2 separate regions of the Macaca mulatta genome follow, and region 2 is linked to region 1. A link is a contact called in public Hi-C data. All regions are on one chromosome and are shown on one strand. Each heading gives the region's core, a stretch centred on a gene start, on an enhancer-like site or on the middle of the called end of the contact. The rest is flanking DNA. Distances are from core to core; before and after follow the strand shown. Region 1 holds the start of ACSS1 (acyl-CoA synthetase short chain family member 1). Region 2 holds the start of APMAP (adipocyte plasma membrane associated protein).

Region 1 (7,021 bases), core at 3,068-5,567:
GCACTGCGACTCTGGAGTAATAGGCATGGCAGGAGCTATGAAGGCAAATGGCGAAGGTGGTGTTGGTGGGCTCTACTCCTAAAGCTGTTAAGTTAAGATGCTCTGGAGGCTATGGCTCTGCTACCTACTAGCTGGTGGTCTCGAGTGAGCTTCTGTCCTCCTGCTCATTTTCACACATGTACAGTGAGGGCAAGAGCATTCACTGCTGCGGGTCGTAGGGTCAGTAGTCACAGCTGTGCTGGCATTTCTGGCCTAAACATCAGTCCCGAGACAGAAGCGAAGCCCAGATTCCCAAGACCCTACCTCCCAAGCCCTTCGTGTGTCTGCAGCCCCTGCCTGACAGCATCCGGTGTTCCAAGGTGAGCTCTCCTGAAGTTGAGGCCACGGGCTTCTTGGGGAGAATATGTGACCAGCGCTGCCCTTATAGCCTGCTGCCCTCTCAACACCTCTGAGGGCCCTCCGGGATGCAGGGCCAGGAGCGGGTGCAGTGGGGTGGAGTTCAACCTTGTGCTTGTTCTGCAAGAGTTGATGACTGGCTGCCAGGAGGGAAGCAATGGGGACGACCTTGGCCTGGGCTGTGACACTCAGAAGGAAGGTCTCAAGGCCACCTCTAGGTAACTCGGGCAGCAAGAAGTGCAGTTCTGCACCACCTGGTTGGTTCTGACATGTTTGGTTCTGAAATGATCACTTCTTCTTATCCAACCAGAAAGAATGAGGTAGTATTTATTTTAAAACAGAGTTAGTTGTATGTACTTTTTTTCATTGCAGTTGTAGAAGACCGTAGAAATGAAGGTAGTGGGAAGAAGGAGCCATCGCCGTGCACTCGCCACGGGGTGGCTGTCGGTGCTGGGCCCAGTCACAAGCAGCGTAGCTGGTGTCCCTTCTCTCACAGAGCTCCCTCCTGGTAGGAGGACTGGGAAGATAAACACAGAGCTAATAAGTAAGAGCCATGGAGAAAAATCAAGTCAGGGGTTAGGACTAGGGAATGAGGGCAGAGATACAACTTTATGTAGGTGACAGGGAAGGAAGGGCTCTTGGATGGAATGGATGTTTGAAGACACCTGAAGGAGGTGAGGGGGAGTCTCTGTGGACATCTGGGTGGAGCATTCCAGGCAGAAGGGACAGCGTGTGGCGGTCATGAGGTGGAAGCCTGCCTGGTGATGGGAAGGACAGGAGGAGGCCAATGTGCTGGAGCCCCAATGAGTGAGGGAGAGCAGAGGAAGAGGGGACGCTGGCTCAGGGAGGGCAGCGCTTCTCTAACTTGAATGCACATGCAGCTCCCCTGGGGGCTTAAGATGCAGATTCTGAAGCAGCAGGTCTGAGATGGAGCCTGGCATTCTGCATTTCTGCAGTGTCCAAGTGATGCTGCTGGCCCATGGACCACACATTGACTAGTAAGGCTATAGCCTGTGGGCCAGGGAATGATGTGGCCTTTGTTTTAAGGAGACTGGGGAGCCCTTGGATTGCTCTAAGCTCCAGAGCAAGTTCCTCTGACTTTTGTTTAAAAGGAATTGCACTGCTGCTGGTTAGGCTGTCAGGGGCAAGGGTGAAAGCAATTTGAAGCCTACTGAATAATCCTAAGAAGAGATGGGTGTGGTTGGGATGGTGGCAGGAGAGGATGGTGATGGGGGAAGAGGTTAGTGCTGCAGGTGTTCTGAAGGTGAGCCACAGGATTTGCTGACAGGCTGCACGTGGAGTGTGAGGGGGAGGAATCTAGGATGAAAAGGGTATGAGCCCAAACAGCAGGAAAATGCCATTTCCATTCACTGACACAGAAGATCCGTGTTGGGGGGAAGAATCCCAGGACTTGGTATGTTTCAGATGTGAATGAGACATTTGAATACAGGACTGAGATGTGGAGGAAAGGTCCAGGCGGGAGGTGTCAATATGAAAGTCAGAGATTAGAGAGCTGGTTGCTGTTTCCTAGGGGGCAGGGGAGAAAGGGGGATTTGAGGGCTGAGCGCCTGGGCACTTCAACACTTGGAGGGCAGAGAGAGGAAAGGCACCCAGTACAGGGCACTGAGAGGCAGAAGTCAGTGAGTGAAAGATCCATGCATTTTTCAGCTTCAATTGTTGTATCAGTTACCTACTACTGAGTTACAAACCACCCCAAAGTTTAGTGGCTTAAAACAACAATGTATTCCTTCTACAATTCTGTAAGTGGACTGGGAGGTTCCTTTGCATCCCGGGCGTTATCTGGGGTGACTCATGAGGCTGCCTTGGCTGGGGCGGGAGCCTCCACACTGGCCTCGTTCCTGTCTGGGATTTGGTCCTGGCTGTGCATGGGGCAGCTTTATTCTCTCCCTTGGCCCCTTCCTCTGGAAGGCCAGCCCTGCTTCCTCACAGCTCGCAGCTGGGTTCCATGGGAGGACAAGCTGGGGCTGCAGGGTCTCTCAGGGCCTCCAGGTGGAACTGTCAGAGCATCCCTCCCACCAGGTTGTACTGGCCAAAGCAATACAGCCAGCCAGGGTCCTCCTCTGGACAGAGCAGCGCGCCATCACATGCAGGTATGGGAAGGAAGAGTTGGTAGCCATCTATGTGACCACCTGCTACAGTTAAGAGCTTTCTCAATTTACAATTTTACTACTCACTGACGTCTGCCTCTCAGTGCCCTATACTGGGTGTCTTTAATATTCTATTCAAATGGGAACTTAGGCCAAAGAGCTCCCCACTGGGGGCACTGGGTATTAGTCTTGCTCTTCCCTTAGCCAGTCGAATGCTCTTTAGTAAGCCCTTTTATTTGTTTGGGTTCAGTTTCCTCATTTGTTCCACCTGGAGTTTGACAGTCGGTGGGGGGTGGACAGCACTAGATAAGTTTTAAATTAAGTAGACTAGCCGGGTGTCGTGGCACACGCTTGTAGTTCCATATACTCAGGAGGCTGAGTCAGGAGGATCGCTTGAGCTCAGGAGTTCCAGGCTGTAGTAAGCTATGATGGGAACCACTGCACTCCAGCCTGGGCTACAGACCCTATCTCTAAAAAAGTATCATAAATAAATAAACAAAGGAGAAAATGCAGGTCAAGTGCGAGCATTGTGCAGGGCATGTGTTATGCTAGTAGATGTCACTGATTCTCCAGCCCTTAGGTACATTCCTGTCTTCTCTGGCAGACAGCAGCATTCCCCAGCAGGGGCTGGTGGCTGGCCCACGCAGAGGCTCCTCTAATGGCAGGCTCCTCCCCTCTGCAAGCCCTACAGCTCAAGGGAAAGAAACTTTAACATCAGAAAGAACTCAAGAAACCAGTTTTCCAAAACCTCTCTTCCCCTATGTTTACCCCTTTGTTATGAATTTACTTCTTGGGTGTCGAAATATTTAAGAACTCGGTGGAGACCAGTTTTATACGTTTCCTTCTGTCCTTCCTGGCTCCACAGCTGCAAAAACATCACCCCCACTACTGAGCTTACTATGGGGCCACGCAAGGGTAGACGCTTGACAGACATTGTCTGATGTATTCCTTACTGCAGCTCTCCACCCCCGCCGTCCCTGTCCCCCAGGGAGGCATTACTTCCGTTTCCCCCAAAAGGAAAACGAGGCACCGACAAGTTACGGAACTTGCTCAAGGTCACAGAATTTGAACTCAGGCCACAGATGCTGGAGCAACTGGATAAAGTCCTCATCGCCCCATATCACCCACCACCGACCCCCAGCAGAACGTGACCCCCGCCAGGACGGAGGCCAGCAGCTGGGGGGCTGGAGCATGGGACCCCAGACCACGGACTCAGGCCTGCGCAGCCTCCCGGCTTCTGGGCTCCCCGCCAACCTCCTTCGCATTCCGCTGAGAAGCCAGGGGAGGGGTTCACTCTCAAGGGCGCACAAAGGCATGAAAACCTTACTTCAGCCTCTGAGATGCGGAACTGACCGACCTATCGTCTTGGGACCCAACAGTGCGCTTGGGTGCACCAGCCCTCTTAACGTTGGTACCGGCTCCCTCCCGCCTCCTTCCCATCCCAGAGGGCCCCCTAGTCCTGGGCCGCACGTGCCTCTGGCAGCTCGAAGAAGCTGTCGGGGCTTGCAGGAGAGCGCGCAAACTGAAACCAAAACAGGCCGACGCGAGGAACGTCGGGGGGGGACTGCAGACCCGCGGGAGCACAGCGCCTGGGCCAGGGCCTGGGAGCCTGGGCTCCGCCCCGCGCTCCTCTGCACCCCTTCCCCACGCTGCTCCCCTCTTCCTAAGCGTCCCCCCCTCTCCCGGGCAGCAGAAGGGGTGGGACCCGGGCGGGCTCTGGGAAGGGGCCCTGGAGGAATGGATGGTGGCCGAAGGGCGGAGCAGGGGCGGGGCCCGCGGAGACTCCAAGGGGCGCCCCGGGCGTGAGGCACCCACTCTGGAAGCACAGAGAACTCAGGTAGTCCGGCTAGATGGCGGCGCGCAGCCTGGGCCGCGGCGTCGGGAGGCTGCTGGGCAGCCTGCGAGGGCTCTCGGGGCAGCCCGCGCGGCCGCTGTGTCGGGTGAGCGCGCCGCGCAGGGCGGCCTCGGGACCCTCGGGCAGCGCCCCCGCAGTTGCCGCAGCCTCACAGCCCGGCTCGTACCCCGCGCTGAGTGCACAGGCAGCCCGGGAGCCGGCCGCCTTCTGGGGGCCTCTGGCGCGGGACACTCTACTGTGGGACACCCCCTACCACACCGTCTGGGACTGCGACTTCAGCACTGGCAAGATCGGCTGGTTCCTGGGAGGCCAGTTAAACGTCTCTGGTGAGTGAGCTTCGGGAGACCCAGGTCGCCCCCAACTCTTGCGTCCAGAGGGAACTCGGAGCCTCTCGCCTGCGGCAGCCGTCCCCCGGCTGCGCGGATCGCACCCCTGCAGGGGCCCCTCCTCCGGTATTCCGTCCGTCCCGCCAGCTCTAAGCAGTGGCTCCACGTCACCCCGTCCCTCATCCCATCCGGCCCCAGATCCACGTGCCCAGCTCGGGCCGGTGCCCGCGGGGACCCGGTGGCCGCTTGGGACGCCCCGCTGCTGGCCTTGCTCGGCGCGGCTCCTCGCTCTGCTGACTCCAGAGTTGCGTTACCGAGTGCATAGCGCCGCGGAGCCAGAGCCGGCGGGGAGCCGCGGGCTACACCCGAGCGCCCTGGAGTCGGGACTTTCCCGTTGCTATACCGGGGTGGACGGAAAAACAAAGCGGTGGCGGTTGTCACTGGGGGCTGCGGTGCCCGGGGATCAGCCTGAGGACAAGCCCTGCCCACATAAACAAACAGAGCTGTGGCGGGCGACCTGGGGAGGAGGAAACCCGGCGTGGCAGCTGGAACCAGTTATTTCCTCGCTGCGGGCCTGGGGCCTGTGGGCGGGAAGGAAGTAACAGCGGCCTCCGGGTTCTCGTTCTCGGCCTCAGAGAACTGCACCCCAGCGACCCAAGGCCTGCTTTGGACCCGCGGGGTCTGAGGTTCCCGGTGGTCAGTGGTCTGAAACTTGCTGAGCAGAGGCCTCTGCTGCTCTGCTAAGATTTGGGGCTGGGGGTCGTACACTGCACCCTCGCCCCCACCTAAGGCGCTGACTGGGCAGCGAGGGGGAAGCCCTGAACTGCAGGCAGGGCTGGCCACGCAGGGTGGGTGCCAAGTGCAGGGTGGGCCCTGGATGCAGGGTGGGCCTGGGTGTGGGGCCTGCAGGGAGGGCCTGGCAGACACGGTGTTGATCAGAGGGATGCAGGCCAGAAGAGTGGCCATAACCAGCTTGCTGGATTTGGGAGTGTTTGAGAAAGGACTTGAGGGTCTTTATGGCAGGGTCACCAGGGCCCCATTTTCTCCAGCTCCTCCCTCAGTTATCCCTGTTGTTCTGCCCCCCTAGCCCTCAGTGTCCACATTGTGAGGAGGGGGGCAGTTATGCTCAGAGGTTAGGCTGAGTGCTGCAAGGTATGCAGCAGACCCAGCTCTTACTGGTGACCCACAGGCAGTAGCGATTTTAGTTTAACTGCAGATATAGCCATAGTAGGTAGTGTCTTGGTAGTGTCTTGTAGTTAGTTTTCAAAGAAATTGAAAGGAACTTTGGACCTCCCCCCGATATTGTATATTACTTTGCTGGTTTAATTAAAATGAGTCACTTAACTAGATAAGTGTTTTCTTTAACCTTGAGTCAGCAGCAAGTGCCCTCTAACTACTGGGAAAAAAACCAAACCCTTTGGTTTGCAGAGTTGGTGCAATGTGCCCTTGAAGGGGACTAGAGCAGCTTGCCCAAGGACAGAAATGGAAAGTGACCTGCTCTGGACTTGTGAGGCCAAGGTCATGGGGAACATTCACAGTTGGCCTGTGCACAGTTGCAGCCCCACTCAGATAAGACAGCGGGGCGGACCTCCTGGGGCCAACAGCAAGGACCTTCTGAACCTCGCTGGGTCAGGATCAGGGTGTGGTCAGCAAGCATTCTTCTGTCTCCTTTTCCTTCACTTATTTCTCCTGATAATATGGCCTTTACGGCTACCTTAGCCAGAAATTGAGCTTCAGAAAACTAACTTGAAAAACAGCTTTTCAGCAACTTTCTCCCCGGGATGTGCGTGCCCACCTGTTCATGGGTCAGCAATATCTCTTTCCTTTGTCGGTGTCTGCAAACCATAGTGGGGACAGTATGAAAAAGGGCCAGGCCAGGCCATGACTCCTCTGGGAGCCCCTAGAAAGTCATGGGATAGGTGAGAACACTTTGGCCTGATCTGTCAGCTGTGTGTGATAAAGTCAGATGGCTTGTTCCAAAGGAATATCACTCTTGAAGAAAACTTCATCTCACTCCTTCAAGAATACCAGTGGTTCTCAACGCATGGTCCTCAGACCAGCAGCATCAGCATTACCTGAGAACTTTTGAGAAACAGAAATTCTGAAGCCCATCCTGGATATCTGGAATCAGAAACCCTGGGTGGGACCTGACACCTGTGTTTATAACGAGCCCTTCAGGTGCTCTAGAGGACACTCGGGCTTGAGAACCACTGGTCTGTACGCCTCAAAACAGGGCAGATGAAGGCACTTCTGAAACAGAATTGGGATTAGTGCCCGGCCATGGCCCTGTTAAACAAAGAGCAAACAAACAATGGGCTGTGGATGGTGCAACACCG
Region 2 (7,021 bases), core at 1,148-3,647, 74 kb after region 1:
CTAACCCAGTGCTTCTCAACCAAGGGCTGTTTTGTCCTCCAGGGGGTATCAGTCAATGTCTGGCAACATCTTTTATCATCACGACTAGGTGGGATATTACTGCCATCTAGTGGGGGGAGCCCAGGGATGCTGCTGAAACACCAGCGCAGAGGAGAGGCCGCCCTCCACCTCCTAACAAAGAATTATCTAGCCCAAAATATCAGTGGCGCTGAGAAACCTGATTAAATTAATCATGGTGGTCCCACTCCAATAACTGGCTTCAGTACGATGAGAAAGTCGGTCTGGTTGGCAGCTGGGTTGGAAGGTGGGGTGGGAGAACTGAGAACTGAAACAAATACAACAATCAAAGCAGGCTTCACCATCACTTGAAAACAGAAAAACTGTACTGAACCTGTGCTATGCAGCACAAATGATCTAGCTCAGACCACTGTAACACCAACTACCTACGTGCTTCATGATATGCCCATGAGCTGACCTCCTGGTAACTCCGAATGGACTTACATATCCCAGAGATAAGGTCGCTGGTTCCTCCAGTGACTCCCCTTGTTAACGGATTCTGACCAATCCCCAGCAAGACTATCTATGGACTAACTCCAGCCCCTAAACCCCACAAGGACTCTCCCATGACTCCCCCATTTTGAGGAGCCTCACAGGTCCTCTGGTGCATTTCTTTGCTGCAGCAAGTTCAGTAAACCCAACCTACTGCCATTATTTTTCTTATGAATGTGTCCCTGGGTGTTTGCAGTGCATGGGCTGTAACACTGGGCATGGAACACAAATAGCTCCAATGCAATGGGTTCAAATGTTACGGCTGGAGCGTGTTTAAAGTGCCTTGAAGACAAAGAGGAAGATGTTCTGCTTGGGAAACCGGGAGAAGAATTTTCAGCAAGGATACTTGAAGTGGGTCCTGAATGATAAAAATAATTGGCCAAGTGGAAGTGAAGAAGAGTGTATCACAGCAAGAAGGAACCTCAAGGACAAAGACAGCCAGGCATGAGATTAGACATGGTAAGTCATCCTGAGTGTCTGAAATGGGGGTTGCAGAGCAAGAGGGACAGTCCAGACAGGCAAGAAGGTGTCAGACCATACAGCACTTTGTTAACACTATCCCTGATTTAATGGCTGTACTGGCTATTCTCAATGACACAGAATGAAGTAAAATGTTGCCGAGACTTGAATTATTACCTGGGATCTCTGGAGAACTGGATTTGCACAGCTCTCCACTTCCCTCAGGCTGGTTCTTCAGCTCTTTGAATGAATAAATAAAAAACATTCACATGGAATTCTAGTGCCATCTAGCACTTAAAAAGGTAATGGCATGTTTCTATCAGGAATGCCTCCAAGAGGAAATTATTTCTGTTAGTAACACTGCATTTTGAACGTGGCTTTTCCAGACATGATTCCTCGTGCCACTGGTAACAGGCTTTGATTTCTTCTGCCTGGAAATCCTCCCTGTCACTTCCTCCAGATTCGATTTCTCTTTCAATCCCTTTGCCTGTCAAAGGCTCTCACAAGATCCAATTCTTCCCCTTTCAAGCAATTATTACGTTTGATAATTTTACATGTCTATTTTATGACGATGGTCTGATTGAAGTCATCTTTCCCACTAGCTTAATTTCCATAAGCTTAATTGCCTTGTCTGTGATTTGCCCACCATCATCTCCCAGCACCTGGGAACATTTCTGGTTCACTGCAATACTGTTGAAAGAACGATGCCACTCTATGCTTTCTTAAACTTTGTTAGTGATAATTTCTACTTCTACCTGGCCTTTGCTTAAGGGTAACCCTTAATACACTTTATCAAAACTTAATAAACTTTATCAAATGTCTGTTGTAACGGTCACAAAAAGATTTAATACTCAACATCTGGCCTTAACCAGAGGGAAACATTTTCTAGCCCGTTTTCCCCTTAACCGGATGAGTCGGGGAAGGACGTAATTTTCAGGCAGAGGTGACTTCGTTCCAAGGGTGTGAATGCATTATTTTTGACGCTGCCCGTAAGAGCAGGGTCGCTGACATTTCATAAACAGCGCCATCCTCTCTAACGATAAAAGTGGCCAACATCTCGGGCCAGCAATTCCCAAGTGCGTCATGAGCATTCCCGTCCTCAGAAACGTAAGACGAAGGCGGCATGCGCAGGGACTGAGCTAGGCGAGCCCAAGGTGGAACCACTCGTGTTCTGGGCTCCGGAGTCCGAGACGGGCGGGGACCTCAGGAGCTCCCGGTGCTCGCTTTGAGCGGTTTCCGAGCGCCGCTCCCGGGCGCTCAAAATTCGCCTCCGAGCGCCGAAGAGCGACGCGCTGAAGACCGCCCGCCCATGAGGCCGGAAGGGGCGGGACAACGCTGCGGATTGGTCCCTGGGCTCAACGTCATTTCCGCGCGCCAGGGAGGGCGGGCCTGCAGCGTGAGCCGTTGCTGCTCACTGCGGGGTGGTGGTTGCTGGGCAGGCTGGCGCTCTTACCATGAGCGAGGCGGACGGGCTGCGACAGCGCCGGCCTCTGCGGCCGCAGGTCGTCACGGACGATGATGGCCAGGCCCCGGAGGCTAAGGACGGCAGGTAGGCCGGACTCGCAGACCGGGCGCTGAAGCCGGGCCGCGAGGAGTAGAGGGTGATCCTCCTGGACAGCGGCGACGGCAGTAACAGTAACCTGGGGATGTGGTGCAGAGCGCCTTGTCCGAGCCCTCTCGTTTCATCCCCAAGAAAAACTCATTTTTCCGAGGAGGAAGCAGACTCCGACAAGGCGGATGTACCTGCCAGGTCTTTGAGGTTCGGGTGCACCCAGCGCCCAGTCGCGGCGTTATCCTCGGCTCTCCGGGACCCTAGACCGTCTCGCGCTGCTCCTGCGCCTTCCCTCCCCTCACTCCTGCCCCACCCTGCAGCGCGGTTGCTTCCTCGCCTTTCCCTCGCTCCCCTCGCGCTGTCATTCCTTTGGCTCATCTGATCCCCCTGGGGCACAGCTACCTGGCCAGTGTCTTGCGTCCTCCTGGTCCCCCGCTCGCACTTTCTCGAAGGGAGGAGGTCCCACGAGATGCTGGGGTCCTGCCTCGTTATCCGGCGAAGAGATGGCTTCTACACTTGCTCTTCTGCACCTGCCCCCTTCACGCTGTGTGACCAGTCCTCACCGCGGTTCTTGGAAAGAGTGGAGAACAGAAGTGACATTGTAGGCAATTTTTGTGAGAATTCAGCCTTGCAGTTTTTCCCGATAGGGATGGAGAAACATAGGAAACTGTAGTTGTTGACACCTCAGAAATACCAGGTTTTGTCCTTTAGCCTCCTCTGCCATCTTCTAGAATATAAGAATGCTATGTTTTGTTAGCTAAAAACTGAATCATGATCCGCAAATATAGATTTCAATGTAAGATACTTGAAATTCGCTTTTCAATTATGTGTCCTGAATTTCATAACTTTTAAGTTTCAGGGAGAATCAAGAGGCCCCACAGACCAAGCTTGAAGCTGTGGAACAGATTGACTTATATTTGATAGAAGTACTGGAAATATTTGTTCAGTAATGTGCCGAGAGGTGGTGGGGTACATATGAATGAGAGGCAGTTTTTGCCCCTGTAGACTGAGTTTATTGACTGATGATGAGAGGAACACATTTAAAGGAGAACGATGGCAGGGAGGAGCATTTAGGCTCTAGAGAAGCAATTTAGAGAGAAGACTTTGCGGTGATAGTTGACCTTGGGCCAGTGAAAAGATCGGGAAGATGCTCCCATATATCCTGACCAACCATCCTGGGTTGCCCTGGACTGGGGTTTCCAAGGATGTAGAACTTTAAGTGCTAAACCTGGGCAAACTGGGACAATTTGGTCACCCTACTTACTGTGAATTAATCATCTGTTGATGGTTGAGGAGCCATTTAGAATGGACATGCAAGAATTGGCAACACTTTCCTACGGAAATCTTGAAGACAAGCCATTTGTACCTGAGAAATGAAAGAGCAGTGGCCTGAGTTTGTCATTAGGTGCAGTGCGTTGAAAACCAGGGCATACAGCCCCTGAGAGCACTGGTTAGGTGGTCCCAACTCTCAAGTCTGCTGGCTCACACCTCTGGCCCCAGGGCAGAGCAGTAGACTTAATTGTTTTTTTCAGGTTCTCTGTGGGGATTTCTTTCATAATGACTAAGTAAATCTGATTCTAAAGTCATCTTTTACTGCTTGATCTTTTCCAGTGTGCCTTTTACATTTATGTTATTTCCTTGACTTCCCTGTCCATGAACATTGTTCCTGTTTCCCTGTGTTTGTCCTTGTTTGTTTATCCCTTTTCTGTATATTTGTAATGATCTCTTTCAAAGTGAGGTCTTGTCACCACCCTTCCTTTCTGCGGTTATTATTGTAATATGTAGCTGTTTTTCTTATTTTTCTTCTGCAGCTCTCCTATATTTTTCATTTCTTTTGTGGTCATTTCTAGTAGTTCATGTAATAGTATTCTTGATTACCTTAAAACTCAAGGGTTCAACATAAGCCAGGGAAGCCTGTGTATAGTGGGTGAAGTAAAGGAATCTAAATTCAGAAATAAAAATACGAAACTGTTAGAATAAACTTTAGCACTTTAGATGTGCTAAATAGAATAAAGGAAGCTTTGAAAGACATGTTACTAAACTGACAGAACTAAGACATAGATTTTAGCAGTGGTAGGGACCCCTAGCAATATGTTGGCTGGTCTCCCAACTCTTGGCGTGAAAAGTGGTGTTTGCTTTGTTTTGCCGATGAGATCATTGAGGTCTGTGTGTGCGAGTTAATTTATATGAAATTACAGAGAATAGAGTCAAAAGAGAAATGAATGAAGAAGGATAGAACCGGCAGCTGGACAATGATTGAGAAGTGTATTTTTTAAATTATGCTTTGGAAATAAGATTTTATGCCAAAGCTCTTGAATTACTGTGTTTAAGATATAATGGAGAATTTGATTGGTAAATTCTTTTATTCAGTGTGGAACATAGATGAGCTAAGCACTTTAACATACCAGTGCAAGCTTATAATTATTATTTGACATTGATTTCCCAAAATGCTTTAGAAACTTAATTGTATTCTGTGGAACTGTTCCTTTCTCTTTGGAACACAGTTCTATCTAGGAAGAGAACTGTTTAATGTCCGTATATGACTGTTTAGGGATGCAGAATAAATACATTGAGGATTTAATATATTTCAGTACACTAAATTCCATATAATTCTGCTTTTACAATAAACTGAAGGATTTTAGTCTAATTAAAAGTCTCTGCTAGGTCCATTTTCCTTTTTCCTCTTGAAGACTGAAGAGTAAGGGAGGAAGTATGGAGAAACAGATGGGGCATTCAGGAGTTCATGAGGAGTCAGGCAGCTGGAGTGTTTGTCTCAGCTTTGCCCCAGGTGTGTATTTTCAGATAGCTTTTTAAACTTGTTTCTTGATTTCTTAATTTTTTTTCAAGGATAAAGTGATGAATCTAGGAGCCCCCGTTTAAAGGATTGTGAAAAATGAACAAATTCAAGATGCTGTCACTAAAAAAGATGAGTTGATGCTGTTTGGCTTTCTCAGGCTTCAGGAATCACCTTGACACTTGAGATTGCTGGTATCTCATGGATTTGGGGCTATCAGGTTTTCCACAACAATCACAGGTAAATTTTGATCTCTTGGAGTCTGCTTGTTGGACTTCAGTTCAGGACCCAAGGCCCTGATGTCCTGTGTGCAGAGTTAGAGCATACCTTTCAAAATCAAATTGGCTGGTGAATCTACAGAAGATTGTGTAAATCGCGGCCCAGCCAACAGCAGTTGTCAAATCCTGTTGCATCACTGTCGTTGTGCTCTTGCCTTTAGAGAGTGTAGGCAATTTCAGGGTGCAGATGTCCTCATGGAGATGGGCATCCCTCCAGGCTCTTCCGAGAGATCGGGGCAAACAAACTGATTTCTCAGACTGCACCTGGGAAATAAGTTGCCAGCGTTCCTGGATGTGTCAGCACAGGTTGGGAACCTGCAGTGCTTTGTCAGTGAAAATGGATAGGGATCGATACAGTGTCCTTTATTTAAGTTAAAAAAAGAGTAAGAGGGAGGCAGACACCAAGAAAAGACAGAAGAATTGTAGTTAACTGTGAGTTTAGAGGAAGCAACACTGACGAGGGCCTGCCAAAAAGTTAACGAACCTTGGGCTAAAATAAGTGTGGCACCCAGAGCAGGGGTCCAGGAGCTGGGCTTACCTCGTTTATATAACAAGCTAACTCCATTTCAAGTGCTCAGGAAGCACACATGGCTAGTAGCTATTGTATTTCCATCATTGCAGAAAGTTCTATTGGACAGTGCTGCTCAAGGAGTTTTGTTTAAATTTAAGCTAGTATTTCTACTGTGTGAGCACAGAACGTTCCAGTGGAGGCTGGATGCTGATCGGGTGAGGTTGGGGAGATGTTGGTGAAGTTTTGACTGGGAAGGGAGCTGGATAGAGTGAGTGGTGTCCAGCTGCACATGAGGAACAACGGATGAAAGAGTTCGCAGGCCCGCCCTGCACCTACCAAACCAGAATCTCTGGCCCAGGTCATCTTGATGGAACCCATCCAGAAGTTGGCTGCCTTTGGGAACAGTTGCCTGAGTGGCCTCTAAATTCTTCTCCAGCTTTAAGAGAGTGTTACTGCTAGATCCCCCAGCACTGGGACACAAATCTTTGTCTCTGGACTTTTGGCCTCCTTTCTGGCTGTAAGCCCCGTGGCTTTCAGTCCTGGCTGGACTTTTTGTTTGGGACATAATTGAGACTTCATTGTGTGAAGGGGCAACCAGATATTTAAATGGGGTGCCACCAGCTCTGAATCAGATTACCACATCAAGATTTTAAAAATGTAAGCTGCAGTGTGGTAAAGTAGAGGTCACAATGTTGGAGTCAAGACAAATGAGGAAGATCTGCCTTAGGTAGAATCAGGTTAGGCAAGGACAAACAAAGTAGCGCTTTGGCCAGATTGTTACTTTTTGTAGTGACAGTCATAAGGTAAAAATACAATGCACCTTCCCTAGAGGTAGTCTCCTCTACTGGGAGTGGGGTAGGTGAGGGCATCAGCTTCCT

The links. Hi-C and Micro-C count contacts between places; a contact is called where the count stands out from the background.
Region 2: a contact with region 1 is called in a Hi-C map of blood, with 4 times the contacts expected there. The contact joins the promoter of APMAP here to the promoter of ACSS1 in region 1. A contact is called at or near these places in 10 of 14 Hi-C or Micro-C datasets (CD4 T cells, blood, cortical neurons and 5 more).

The regions. Positions count from the first base shown.
Region 1 is chr10:59,086,470-59,093,490 of T2T-MMU8v2.0, forward strand. It overlaps ACSS1 (acyl-CoA synthetase short chain family member 1), which reads left to right and starts at 4,318. Exons shown (of 14, transcript XM_015149622.3): 1 at 4,318-4,685. The coding sequence starts at 4,355.
Region 2 is chr10:59,162,680-59,169,700 of T2T-MMU8v2.0, forward strand. It overlaps APMAP (adipocyte plasma membrane associated protein), which reads left to right and starts at 2,398. Exons shown (of 9, transcript NM_001266050.1): 1 at 2,398-2,557. The coding sequence starts at 2,463.